Linked DNA regions of Anas platyrhynchos: region 1 is linked to region 2. The links are chromatin contacts, called in public Hi-C maps. All regions are on one chromosome and are shown on one strand. The core of a region is the stretch at or near the end of the contact, and the rest is flanking DNA. Distances in the headings are between cores, read along the strand shown. Region 1 overlaps ARHGEF26 (Rho guanine nucleotide exchange factor 26). Region 2 overlaps RAP2B (RAP2B, member of RAS oncogene family).

Region 1 (6,611 bases), core at 1,561-4,060, 67 kb before region 2:
CCTAAACAGAGGCTGTCTTTAGGAACTTGAACCTAAATGCTCAAGTTTTTCCTGGAAGCTTAGCCTTTATTCATCATATGGCCAACTCTATTAGGAAACAAATCCTTCTAGCTGGATTCATCTGCAGTGGTAAGAGAGGGTTGCTAACAATGCATACTCACCATCATTCACTTTTTGATAAACCAGAACAACATCAGCAACTTGGAGAGACAGCTCGTCTGACTGCTTTGCTGTGTAAGTTCTGATGATCTCTACCTGAGTCAAAGCTGGGGAAGAAAAAGAAAAGAAAGGCTGAATTACAATATTTCCATTTCAAGTCTTCTATTCAAACATGTATATAATTGATTTGAAGAAATCAGTGTGTCTTAGCACATGCCCTGCCCCACCCCGCCTGCCATGCAGGTGGCAGCAAATGATGCAGATGGCTTCCCACCTGAGCAACTGCACACAAACTTGGGTTAAACACAAAGAAGGGAGCTTTGCTCTTGGTAACAGATGGAAACAACTGACCAGTGTTAATAAATGCAAACAGAAATAACTGGGCAAAACAAAACTCCTCAAAGAAGGAAGCGATGACAGCTTCATGTATATTAAAGTAACACAGCCCAGGAAAAGAAAGGTGACATTTTTAAGGATAGAGCCTGTGTTTGCTCAAATCCCCGCTAAGGGGCAGTGCACTTCTATTCTCATGTCAGAGTGCTCAGAAATCTCAGTACTTGCAACTTACTCGTTCTGTCAGTCTTCTGCCCATCTCTGTCTTGCCCAAGCACCGTAATCCAGCGAGCTCTTTCGCTTCTGCAAACAGCAAAAACAAAATTCAGTTTCCCAACTCATGCTCTTGAACAATGATCAAGACTACTCCCTTTTCAAGGTTCTGTATTTAAATTCTTCCTCTTATTGTGAAAGAAAAACTAAACATAACCTCCTTTCTCCTCCTCTCAAAACATGGCCAGGTGTGATACTACTTCTTGTAATAACACTCTTCAAACACAAACATTTTAAGCATGTTAGAGTAGAAAAAATGCCTATACACACATGGTTCTTACTGGCATCACATCTTACATACCCTTATTTTAATTATTTTTTAAGTAATGCAGGTAAACTTCTCTACTAGTGTCTGCGACTAATACTTATGACTAATATAAACAAAATTAAATAATCCACTTGAATTTTCTTCTTCAAAATTTTGTCTTTAGATAACTTGAGTTTTTAACTAAAAATAGTAACATCTGTCGTCTGCAGTTGTTCATTTTTTGAAAATCTGAAACCAGTGCTAAACTTGTGTCTCAACCACAGTAAGAAAACATATACAATTTTGCACAACCTTAATTTTGTTCTTATTTTTAGAAACATGTTATTTACAGATCCGTATTTTCCTATAACCAGTCTTAATAAGAAAATTACATTTCCTTTCAAACAACTCTTAAAAAATGGGATAATACCAGACTGCCTTCCTATCTAAGTATGTGTTTCTTCATAAATCCACGTACACCAGATAGTTGGTGAACACAAAACAACTTTACTCCCACTGAAGTCACCCTCTCCCCAGAAGGCAGTGTTAAGCATGAATATGAAAAATCCAGTCCAAAAAACCACAGCTCTCAGCCAGACTAGGGAATCACAGAATCACAGAGTTGTCTAGGTTGGAAGACACCTCAAGATCCTCGAGTCCAACCTCTGACCAAAAAAGCCTTTGTCCTTCCATAGCTTTCCGTGTATTTTTCAAGGGAATCGATGTTACTTGTGTAAACAGACAGACCGGGAGACAAACACAAAAAGATGCCAGCGCCAGTGGATCATCTAATGCTAAGTGACCCTGTAATTTAACCCTCCACCTCCAGCAGCAGGCACAATTACAGCTGCTCCAGAGCTGTAATTCGGTGGGAACAGGCCACGAAAGACACATGAGGTTTGTGAGGAGCCTTCCCCTGATGCCACCCTCAGCTGCCGGCCGTGCCCCACCACCACAACGCTCCGGACCCTGCGCCTCTACTGCTGTACCTGGGAACCACGAGCCACACAAAGTGACACAACGCGATCAAACTGCGCTGGAAATCGTAGTCAACACAAACGTTTTGCTTTGAACATGCATCGCTCCGATCAGTGAGCGCTCTGAAGCGTCCAGCTGGGCCCTCCTCCTGCCGCTGCCCTCCCCATCGCGCTTGCCTCAAGTTACAAAAAGTTGGGATTGTCGGAGCCCTGAGCACACCACACACGGCAACGCTCTATTAAAAGTTTTCAAATCAAGGAGGTATTGTCAGAGACTTTTTCCCTTGAAAGATAATCTGATGGACTGCTATTTATATCACAAACCTTATATAGGCAAGCAGTAATATTCTGTAGAACAAAATGTCTTTTTATAAAAAGCCCAGACAACTAAAAATGTGCTTCATTTTTTTCCCAATAAAATCGCATTTCCAAGCAAGTCTGAATCATCTGCTTACTTTATAATAAGATCTTTAATAGGAATCATTAACGATCTATAGTTTCTTTCAGAGTTATTCTAAACTTTGAAAGCAAACCTAAAACTGTAAGTTTTTCCAGGCTGGGATGCGTCTGGAGCGTTCTGTTTCATGTCTTGTGTCCCGCCCCCAGCCTCCGCGGAACAGATACCATCTTTCACTTCTGTGAAGGGCTGTGTGGATGTTAATGGCACCACACAGAAGCGATGGCCTCTCCGAGACTCGCACCCGCAAGAACAAGACGCTGCTTGTTGCCCTTTTCTAAAGCAGAGCACTCCAGCACTGCCCCAGGAGAACAAGGACCACCTCTATCCAGCGCAGCTTCCCCGCGGCAGTGCCAAACTCCTCCTCCATCCCGTCCTGCAGTTTCCGCTCTGGTACAGGATTCACAAAGCTGCCCCGGGACAGCACCGCTCAGCACCGGACCCAACGCACTCCGGTCAGTGTTTGCTGCCACTTGCAGCGGTAAGTCCTGGAGAGGCAGCTGCACATCCAAGCGCCCTGCAGAAGGCAGGTGTACAGACTGCTTGCAACCACAGGACACTCGTTGCTCTCCACTTTACTTCAGGCACTTACCCCCTGGCCCCAGTGATTATTTGAGGGAAGTTCTCTGCTAACAGGCAAGCAAGGCAGAAAACCCACTGCTCAACTTCCAGCACTCAGAAGAAAATATTAGAGAAGTATTTGACCTATCATGTACTTATGCTACGACAACCAACAGCGATAACTCAGCCCCATTTGTAGTTCAAGTGGAAGCAGAACCACAGAGCATCCCAGTTGGAAGGGACCCAACAAGGGTCACCGAGCCCAGCTCCTGGTCCACACAGGGCCACCCAAAGCCCCAGCCACATCTCAGAGCGTTGTCATGTTTGTAGTATTTGGGTAACTAACCTTCATTGTCCACAGTCGTCTCTGGGATCTCAACAATGATCCAGAGACTTAGAGAAGCTCAAATGAAACTGCTCCAGAAACTGAGCACTTCACAATTTAAACTGGGAGTGTATGCAGGCAACGCAGGTTGGAAACGTTACGCAGAGAAGTTGAGCTATGCCACACACAAGTCACGTAGCTACAGAGGTATTGTGATGCTTAATAGAGACAGCACCTTAACACCAAGAGTGGCCAAGACCCGGAGCTGTGCCAGTCAGACCCTCTCTGTAAGCTCCAAAGACAGCCGGGTCCTGAGGGGCTGTGCCTGGGAGCCTCTGAACCTCGCACGGGAAAAACGCATCCAGGGCAAGGTGAAAGGTTAATGGCAGCTACACTGCTTACTCCGTCTTTAAAGTAATTTTAAACTACATTACCCGCCACTAAAGCCTGAGGTCATCCTACTGTAAGCAGCAAATAGAACAATAATTAACTTTCACTAGATTTGGCTTAATTAGAATGAGCTAATTATCTTGACGCTAAGTGAGGACTGCAAATGAGAGCACTGACAGCCTGTAGTCTGCTCTTTGCCCGAATCAGAAGGGTTGCATTTTAAGCTCAGTTTGGAAAACACCACCTTTAATTTTGTACATAAAAGCTTCTCCCCACGCTCCCCCCTCCAATCCCCCGTAAATCCCTGTCCTGCAGCCCTGGCATGTTTGCCTCACCAATAACCACCAGAAGGGATTCAGAAATCCAGCATTATTATTATCTTCAGCCTGGATTACCCTTCAGATACTCTGCTGTCTTCAGCAACATTACACTGACTTACACACCTTCCCTCTGATGAAAACCCTCTCCAACTAACATGCAACAAAAAGCCTTTACTGTTTAGGAATGGTCATGTCAGTTCTCCTTTTTTTTTTTTTTGCAAAAATAAGAAGTGTTAAACCTAAGGTTTTTGGTTCCTGTTTATGAGAAGCATTTTTACGCAAAGCTATCACAGATAATCTTTCAGCACCTTGAAGCAATGCACGACTGTAGTTCACTGTACCTTGCATCACCATGGACTCCTCTGCATTACCTCAATGTATTTTTTAGTTCCTTTTTTTGTTCCTTGCTGCATTACTTGGGGAAAAAACAGCACCACCAGCTTTGTACTTATCCATTTGGCTGCAGGTTTGGAAGAGGCAGCAAAATGTTTGCAGAAAGTCAGATGTGGCTTTGTGATGAGAACTCTATTTCAGACCACACCGTACAACATACAAGTGGAGCTTTGTCATCTCTCCTTTCTATTCTACCCTCTAATGGGCTCTCAATTTACTTATCCTAATGGTATTAATGTAACACACTGCAAGGCACGGCCACGCCATTACTCACTGGCTAGGGAGCTGGCAGTCTCTGAGGCAGAAGCACAGTTAATTCTTGGTCTGTAGACCTAGAACAATAGCACCTAGTAACAGATACTTCAGTTTACATAATTTTAGCGTGTGTACTCAATTTGCTATTATCCCTACAACATGACATCAAGAAAAGAGAATGACAATAACATGACAGGGACTTCAAACCCCTGAGCCCTGTCATGACACGATTATCCATGAGAAACTGAACCAGGTTTGGAGAGGCTCTATTTTATTCCAGTAAATATTTATTCCTCTATCTAGGATCTTACACAAGCTGCACATTCTTCTTCTCTGTCAATCATTAAAAAAACAGAAAGGCTTGTTCTGTTACCTTGCCTAGCTTCGGAAGTGCACACTTAATGGAATAAAAACAGTGCAAATCACAGCAGTCAGCAGGTGGAACAACAAACTCTCCAGCGTTGCTGAACAGGACGCCAGCGTGGCCCGTGATAAATACGGGGTCATTTTTAATGTAATCCTTCCTCGGTCACTGCTGATCAGATATCAACAACAACCTGTTGAGATGATCGGGTGAAAAATTACAGAAGTTATAACTATTTACTTACTGAGTGTCTGTTCCCAAGAGCATCTCCACCTTCTCTCCTGCGTGGTTACTGAGGACTGCCAATCTGAAGAGGTACACTGTAGCGCTCTGCCGCGAGTACAGCATAGCTGAAGTGTTCTTTACAGGAGAAGAGGTCAGGTCCTCACTGTCACACTGTTGTACCACGAGCTGATCCCTTAAAGAATAATCTGTGACATTGTAACTCTCTTCACTGTAAAACAAAGGAGAAAAACACAACATTAAAATGCTTAGTTTTCCACCAGGTGTGTGATTTCCCCTTCCTTGTTTGTTTTTAAGAAGTCAGTTCCGTTTTTAAACAACTTTTACGCAGCAATTGCTGCCTAGCCAAGGACAGAACTAGCAAAACCAGCTAGGGATGCTGTAGTCATTGGGATCCTGAACCTAAAAAGAAAGAAAAGTAGTGCATACATTTGCATAGTAAATAACGAATGCATTCCTAACTAATTAATCACCTGAGATAAACCTCTACAAATTCCTCTTATCTCCATTCAACAGAACAGCCTGCTTTGAACTCCTGAGGAGTCTTTATCTTTCTACCCCTGTGCTCTCCAGGAGGCCCACAGACTTCTCCTGACCAGCAGTGCACAGGTACGGCTGGTTGAGGGCTGGAGGCACTGCAGCCAGAGCAAGCAGATGGACGTAAATGGGGATGAAATCTTCCCACCAGGCAGTGCAGTAACAGGAGGGACATTTAACACATTTTTTAAAACGACAGTAATCAGCTAACACAGACGCACTGACGTGCACCTTCAGTTTATGGCTGAACTTTTTGCCAAACTCTTATTTTGACTCAGAACACAGAGCAACAGGGCTACTTTACATCCCCTCGCAAGGAAGGCCTGCACATCGTGGAGGCACTTTTATGAAGACCAGACACCAGTCCTAGGCCACCTATTCTTTAACAGAAAGCATGTGGTGATTCTCCCTATTTCCCTTATCACATGTATATATATTTAAAAAAAAAAAAAAAAAGCAGTAAATGTCCTTTATAAATCCTCAGCAATTTTTAATCACTTTTTTTTGTATGATTACTTTAGTTACAAAATCATTCCTGGCATCTTGGCTAAAAACGCATATTTTTTCAAGCAGCTGTGAACAGGTAACATTCCCAAGTAGTATTTAACCTTTGGGTGATTTCCAGTGTATGGGGTCCAGCTGCATTCCAATGTCAAGGCAATCTCAGGAGCTGACAAGCCATAGAGCCATGAAAACAGATGGGGTTATAGTGGTGTCCTTAGGGGATATTATGGGAGAGAAGAGTATTCAATAAATGTATCCTCATACAAAAACATA
Region 2 (6,301 bases), core at 2,193-4,692:
TTCAGACAAACATGCAAGTTTAGACTTCACATTAAAGCTCTGCTGCACATGACTCTTCCAGCTAGCCACAGCTTTATTTCTGTCTCTACCTGCTTGCCCTGAGATTAAGAAATAAAGACTGCCTGCTTAGAAAAAGCAGAGTTCTTGTTTCAAGAGAGCTTAACATATAAAAAAACGGTGCCATTTGTTTTGCAGTCTACAAGCATCTTCAGCTCTTACCTCTGGCTGCAGCACCAACATGCTATCGGTGTTTGTGGGGCGTGCACTTCACCTGACATCTGAGCAGCTCCTAGTGAGGTCACCTTCACTCCTTCAGGCTCCGACCTTTGATCCTCTGCAATCTGACATCATTAGACAAGGATAGCGTGCTGAGTCTTTGCCTCACGCAACTTCTTTATTATTTCTGCTTACTTATTTTGATTTACCACAACTAATGTAGGCAGTCTGACTCTCAGATCTAGGCTGTACAATGCACGGATGCATATGCACATACACAACAAACACCAGTATACAAATCAATTATAATACCAATAATTTCACTAACTCTGCTCTCTTCACACCTATTTTCCATTTTGATAAAGGTTTTTTTTTTAAAAAAAAAAAAACAACAACAATCAATACAATTAAAAAACAAACAAACAAAAAAATTCTTGAATTCTTTGAAACATTCTCCAAGATCAAACAGAGTGGTAATGATGAGTGGGTAGGTGTGCAGCAGGAGGGTGGGCTGGCTCTGGGTTTCAGAAATCTCTTATCTCAATGAGCACACACCTGAGTGTGACAGAACAAGAAAAGCAAGACCAAGTAGGTGGGTGTCAGGCTGCTAAACTCTAGAGACCAGAGATAACACCTTCCCCAGTGCTGGGAGGCAGCTGGGTCCCTGCTCGCTGCTGCACCCACCCTGCAAACCACCAGCCCTGGGCCAGCCTGCCTTATGGGGTGATGGTGTTTTAAAATTATGAAAAAGTCCCTTGGGTTTCCCATCCTCACTGGGCCGTCCATGCTATTGCCCCTGTCCCCACCAGGCTCACCTTGAGAACCGGGTGCTGCTGGGCCCAGCAGAGCAGCACACACGGCAGCCCGTAGAGAGCCCTGAAGTGGGGCTGCTGCAGGACCTGAGCTGCGCAGGCGGCGATCCCAGCAGAACCTGCCCCTTTCTGCAGGTAAAACCTACCTCCAGGAGCACCACGGGACCCACAAGAACCCAGAGTGATGCAAAGTCTGCTCCCACACGGCTTCCAGCACAAAGACAGCTTCCACTTGGGAGCCCGAGGCAGGTTTGGACCTCTGGCACTGAGTATGTCCAAGGGGAGGCGTTAGATACAGCCACAGCTTGAGAAGTGGCAAGCCATCAGGGAGTTGTATTGGTTTGGGTGAAAATTAAATAAAGGCAGCTAATCTCTTAGGAGAAAGCTAATGGCAGAGTACGGCCTCACATGTTTATCCAGGGTCTCTGGAGAAGTACTTGGAGCATTTACCATGTAGAAAAGCAAGCCAACCATCTATTTTTAAACTCACTTGATTCAACACATATGGGGCTGAATTCTTTTAGAAGTAATGTCCTTCTGATGTAGTTATTGAAATTGCCACTAGACAGGGCTGTTTATCTTATTTTTAACCTCAGAAATATTTATGAGCCCAGCGATGTGCTAGAAGGCCAAGAGGAGTTTGTGCTACAGACTCCATGAAAAGGGCACATGGCTCTGCAGCTCACGGCGCTGGCGCCAGGCTGCAGTTTTTGCATTATGCTATTTATAAGCTTCTCGCTGGAGCCGAGGGGCTACATCTGCAATGCATAAATTCTCTAGTCATTTACCAAGAGCTAGTGATAAAGAGATGACAGATTAAAAAAAAATATATCCAGTTCTTCCTCCGTTAAACTACACTGTGTGTCTGTGGGATGTGAAAATAAGCAACACATCTGGAGATCTGCGCAGACTGTGACAAGGCACTGATTGTGCAGCTTACTGACAAACACATTTTGCCAGGAAATTTTTGGAAAGGTGCCACCAATTGTACCTCTGGGAGACAGAAAGGTTTCAGTTCCAGGTAGGTGACACACAGTCAGTAAGTCACCATGTTAGTGCCAGCACACCAGACTCAAGAGCTAGGACAATGCAAACTTCTTAAAATACTGTACTGTAGTTTGACCACTAGGTAATGACATGTCTCATTGCATATGCCTTGCTATCCCTGTGCTCTGATGCCCCTCCAAAGCAGCGGTTCCAGCCATCAAGTAATGCAGAAATGGGGTTAAATGCCAGTTGGCATCCGTGGAGCTATGCCAGTTTGTATCATCCAATTATCCAGCCTTTTGTGATAAACTCGGGGTAAAACACATTGTCTTTAAATCAAAGTAAGCACTCATTTTGAGATGAAGCAGACAGAGACCAGCATTTTCCGAGGGCTCACGCCCTGATTTACATTGCAGGCAACCGGGAGCAGGAACTTCTGGAATTTCTGCAGCTGTAGCTACAGCACTGATTTCATGTTGTGACTGCAACTCAAACAGCTGTGAGCCACAGCCAGCACTCATGTAGAGTCCATGTAGAGAGTAAGAGAGGTTGGTGTGCTATCCGAAGTTTTAATTCACTTCCCTGCTGGTATGGGACACGGGTTATACGGTTCCATTTTAGTGTCAGGCACAGTAAGTGGGCAGGCACCGGCTGCTAGGCTCTCTCTGAGGTCCTGTGAAGGCTACAACAGGACTTGAAGTGCCTAAATGCTGCACTGCAGGTAATGCATTTGTTGCTTCAGAAAACAATCATAAAGCCTTTGGCTCTTTCTCCTCCCTGACTCAGCTGCATCTCACTTCCACACGCATGGCCCAAGGCCGGCAGTGCAAGCAGCCAGCCCCGCGCTGTGGGAGCAGGCCTGGGCGGCCGAGCTCCAGCAGCACCCAGCGTACACACACCCCTGGCTCAAAGCGTGGCCGTGCCAAGCTACCAGCCTGACTCAGGGCTCCTCGCCCGCCCTGCACGAAGCAGGTGCCGCATACATGGAGTTTGGCATTGCCCTGCAGCCCGTTCCTCCTCCTGGAGGCACACCCGAGGCCCGAGGCCAAGCTGCGCCATGCCCACGCTCACAGGTCCCGGGGAGCAGGAGGAGCGGGGCAGCGGGCAGCAGCCAGGTGCCAGGATCCTGCCCACTCCCACTCGGGACAGAAGAGCCAAACTGCACCTTCTGCCCCGGGGCAAAGTGCACAGGCACAGCCCAGCCACCAGCACGTAAACGGAGGCTAATTCATTATCTGCTATTCCCAGCACTAAGCATTTCTGTGAAGCTTCGGAGCTCAGTGGCAGTTCCTGCACCTGTTACCTGGCTTGTGGGTCACTCCTCAACTCTTGCAGAATTTTTGGCTGACAGCAAGGAGGGTTCACAGCCGTCTGTAAGCTGAATGCTCATATCCAGCTGCTGGGCACAAACAAGGAAGTAATGATCCTTTTGTCAGCTTCAGTGATGACCTTTGGACATTGGCAAAGGACTGGTCAGCTCTGGCAGATGTGTAATGCAGAAATATGCTTCTGCAGCTGTGTAAGGGAAACACTGCAAGAAAGATACAAACAGGAGGATGGACCTAGAAGGCAAAACTGACAACATAGATAAATACAGGAGCACGGGGCATGCCCGTGAATTATTGTGCTTCGTGCAGTTTATCTCTGGAATTTGCCACTTGCCCATACAGAACCTCGGGCTTCTGCTCAGTTCTGTGTTTCCTGCCTGCCCCTAGACTTCAGTTCTGTAAATGAGTAACTGAATATCTCAGCTGTCTGTGCAGATGAATACCCTACCGACCGTGAAGAACTCTGATCTTGTGGGGACAGGAATGTATCGGTGAGGGGAGAGCAGGATGGAGTTCAGCTTCATCCTGTCCTAGGGGTTGCTTCCATTCATTTTGTATTCCATCCTGAGTTTTTATTCCTGCTGCCACATTTGTATGGAGACCTGTGAAAACAAATTAAAAACCTGCTAATCCTAGTGCCAAAGCCATTTTCACATATAATCTTTTGAAATATATACATAGAAATATGAACTTGGAATGAAAGTTAGATCTTGAAACATGAGTGCAATGAGTTGATTTACTCTATATATACCCAAGGTATCAGATTTTCATAATCTTCAAGGAAAATGCAGATTAGAGATATTCTGATTCTGTGACATTGCCAAAAGAATGTCAAAACAGAAGGTTGTTTATTATCATCACTCAAAACAATAACTCGGAAGTAAAAATTAACTTTGTCTGGAACATCTCTCATTCTTTATTTGGAATTAAGCTCCTGATGTGTTTTTCAAAATCTGATCAAAGCACAAGATATAAACTAACATTCCCTTGTATTCTATCTAGGAAATAAATGTTTCACTTTATTCTAGCTCATTCTCCTCTGAGATAGCTACACGGAATGGTGTCAAGCCTTTACTCTTACCTGGTATTCCCAGATCTTGGTGTCCTGAAACACAGTTCTGCCGTGGGACTTCTGCAAGAACACAAGCTTCTTATCCCTGGCTTTCAGTTACAAGGATGCACTATAAAAGCACAGGAGGAGATTAAATCACCAGCAAAATGAAACAAAAATACATAACTCTTAATTCTAAGTACTATGGTGACATCTGAGTATAATCTGTCTTAGAAAATTACACATTCACATTCTACTGGGCTGGTTTTTTTTTTGTTGTTTGTTTGGTTTTTTCCCCCACTAAGATTATATGGGTATTTGAAGAAGTGGCAATCATAGCAACAAAATCTCATTTGTAATATAAATACCTATTGTACCATTGTCTTCAGTGAAACTGCAATTCACACTGGATCAGGGTTTGCTTAGGGTATTATGTAGCACAGAACACTGGTAAACAAAAAACTAAATCTCCTATTGATGTCTGTCTGGAACAATTAATTGCACAAATGACTCTTGGGATACAGGATTCAGAAATACCCAAAGACAGGGAATTTTTCAGTTCTTTACGTGTTTGCCAGGTTTGCCAGAGTTAAGGACTGAGCACACTTCTGTGTGGGGTACAAATGTGGGCTCTCCTCAAATTCTGTGCTCTTCTTTCTGCTTAATTAAAGACCAAGACCCAAGCAGTCACTCCTGCACCATATAACAGCTGGGTAATCCTTGGATTTTTAAAGATAAAACCCTAATTGTGACACCACAAAATTCAGTCACAACTGCATCCAACTGACAGCCTCCTGCTGCTCCTCTGGTGCAGGCCATTGCTCTCTCCATTCTTTGCTCCTCCCAGGCATTTTTGTGTCTGCCCACCTGCCAGGACACCAAGCTGATGACTGGATATTGCAGTCATCGAGACCAGAGCAATATCTGATGTGCCTAGAAGACCACTATGGGTAAGCAGTATCTCTAGATTTTTTCCACAGCCTTTGGCAAGCAATAAAATGCAAAGCTCACTTTGAACAGCCTCAACAGCTATGGCTGGGAGTTGTTGTCTTCTGACAATTAATCTTGGGCACTTTGTTCCAGATTTACCAGCAATCAAGGCTTGATTTAGGCCACTTCTCCTTGGCAATCACACTGCAAAGTACATACCTGTTGACTTGCTGTCATCTGTCATTTAGCAGGAGAGAAGAAAAAAAGGCTCAGAAAAGATCTAGTTTTCTCACAATAGATAAGCATGCAAACAGGGCAATGTGTTGAACGTTTCTTACTGACATCTTGAATCTACCCAAAACAACATTTGAATGCTTTTGGAAGAAGAGAATGTAATAAAGAACCACCCACACGGTATCTACTCTGAAACGCAGATTTTGCTTGCGTGCGAAACAAACCTCTGAAGGCAGAATAATGCCATGAGAAAGGAATTAAGAAAAAAAGTATCTGGGCATTTGGTAAATGGCTAATAAGCGTGGAATGAAGTTACTTCAGATTAACTGAGAAGACCACAATTTAACAGTTGTGTCGACCAAGCTTTAGACTTTCATGAGGTATATAACAAAGTGATTTTTATTAGGAGGTTTGATCCGCTGTGAGATGCTCCCAGCTTCCCTAGCAATAGCCCTACACCTCAACTCACAGCTCAGCCACCCCAAGAGTACAGCCCCTCCCCAAAATTGTCCTCCACTCACCTGAAAACAGTCACGGAGGTAATCAGTGACACACTTCCAGGTGTTTTCACTGAACTTAACCCTGAATTTTGAGCCCCGAAGGGACTGTCAGCTTGTACTGGATGGAGAAGCTTTAAGAGCCATGGTCAGTGCCCCAGGCAGTGGGGGAGCACACGATGCTGCTGCCTGTTATCCTAACCCAGCTCCCTCCACCAGGAAGGTGTGGATAAAGAAATTGGTTCA

Evidence for each region. Hi-C and Micro-C count contacts between places; a contact is called where the count stands out from the background.
Region 1: a Hi-C map of subcutaneous adipose tissue shows a contact between it and region 2, with 2.7 times the contacts expected there. The contact joins two enhancer-like sites. A contact is called at or near these places in 2 of 8 Hi-C or Micro-C datasets (liver and subcutaneous adipose tissue).

Annotation. Positions count from the first base shown.
Region 1 is chr9:1,096,715-1,103,325 of IASCAAS_PekinDuck_T2T, reverse strand. ARHGEF26 (Rho guanine nucleotide exchange factor 26) reads right to left here. Exons shown (of 14, transcript XM_027464549.3): 11 at 5,299-5,508; 12 at 728-795; 13 at 162-266. Among named protein-coding and RNA genes, the nearest start is that of DHX36, 25 kb to the left of the region's middle. Within about 2 kb of position 2,810, at least 3 of the 8 cell types and tissues checked have an H3K27ac peak or open chromatin away from gene starts, as enhancers often do.
Region 2 is chr9:1,031,057-1,037,357 of IASCAAS_PekinDuck_T2T, reverse strand. RAP2B (RAP2B, member of RAS oncogene family) reads right to left here. Exons shown (of 15, transcript XM_072042588.1): 12 at 4,425-4,524; 13 at 3,319-3,945; 14 at 220-341. Among named protein-coding and RNA genes, the nearest start is that of ARHGEF26, 23 kb to the left of the region's middle. Within about 2 kb of position 3,442, at least 4 of the 8 cell types and tissues checked have an H3K27ac peak or open chromatin away from gene starts, as enhancers often do.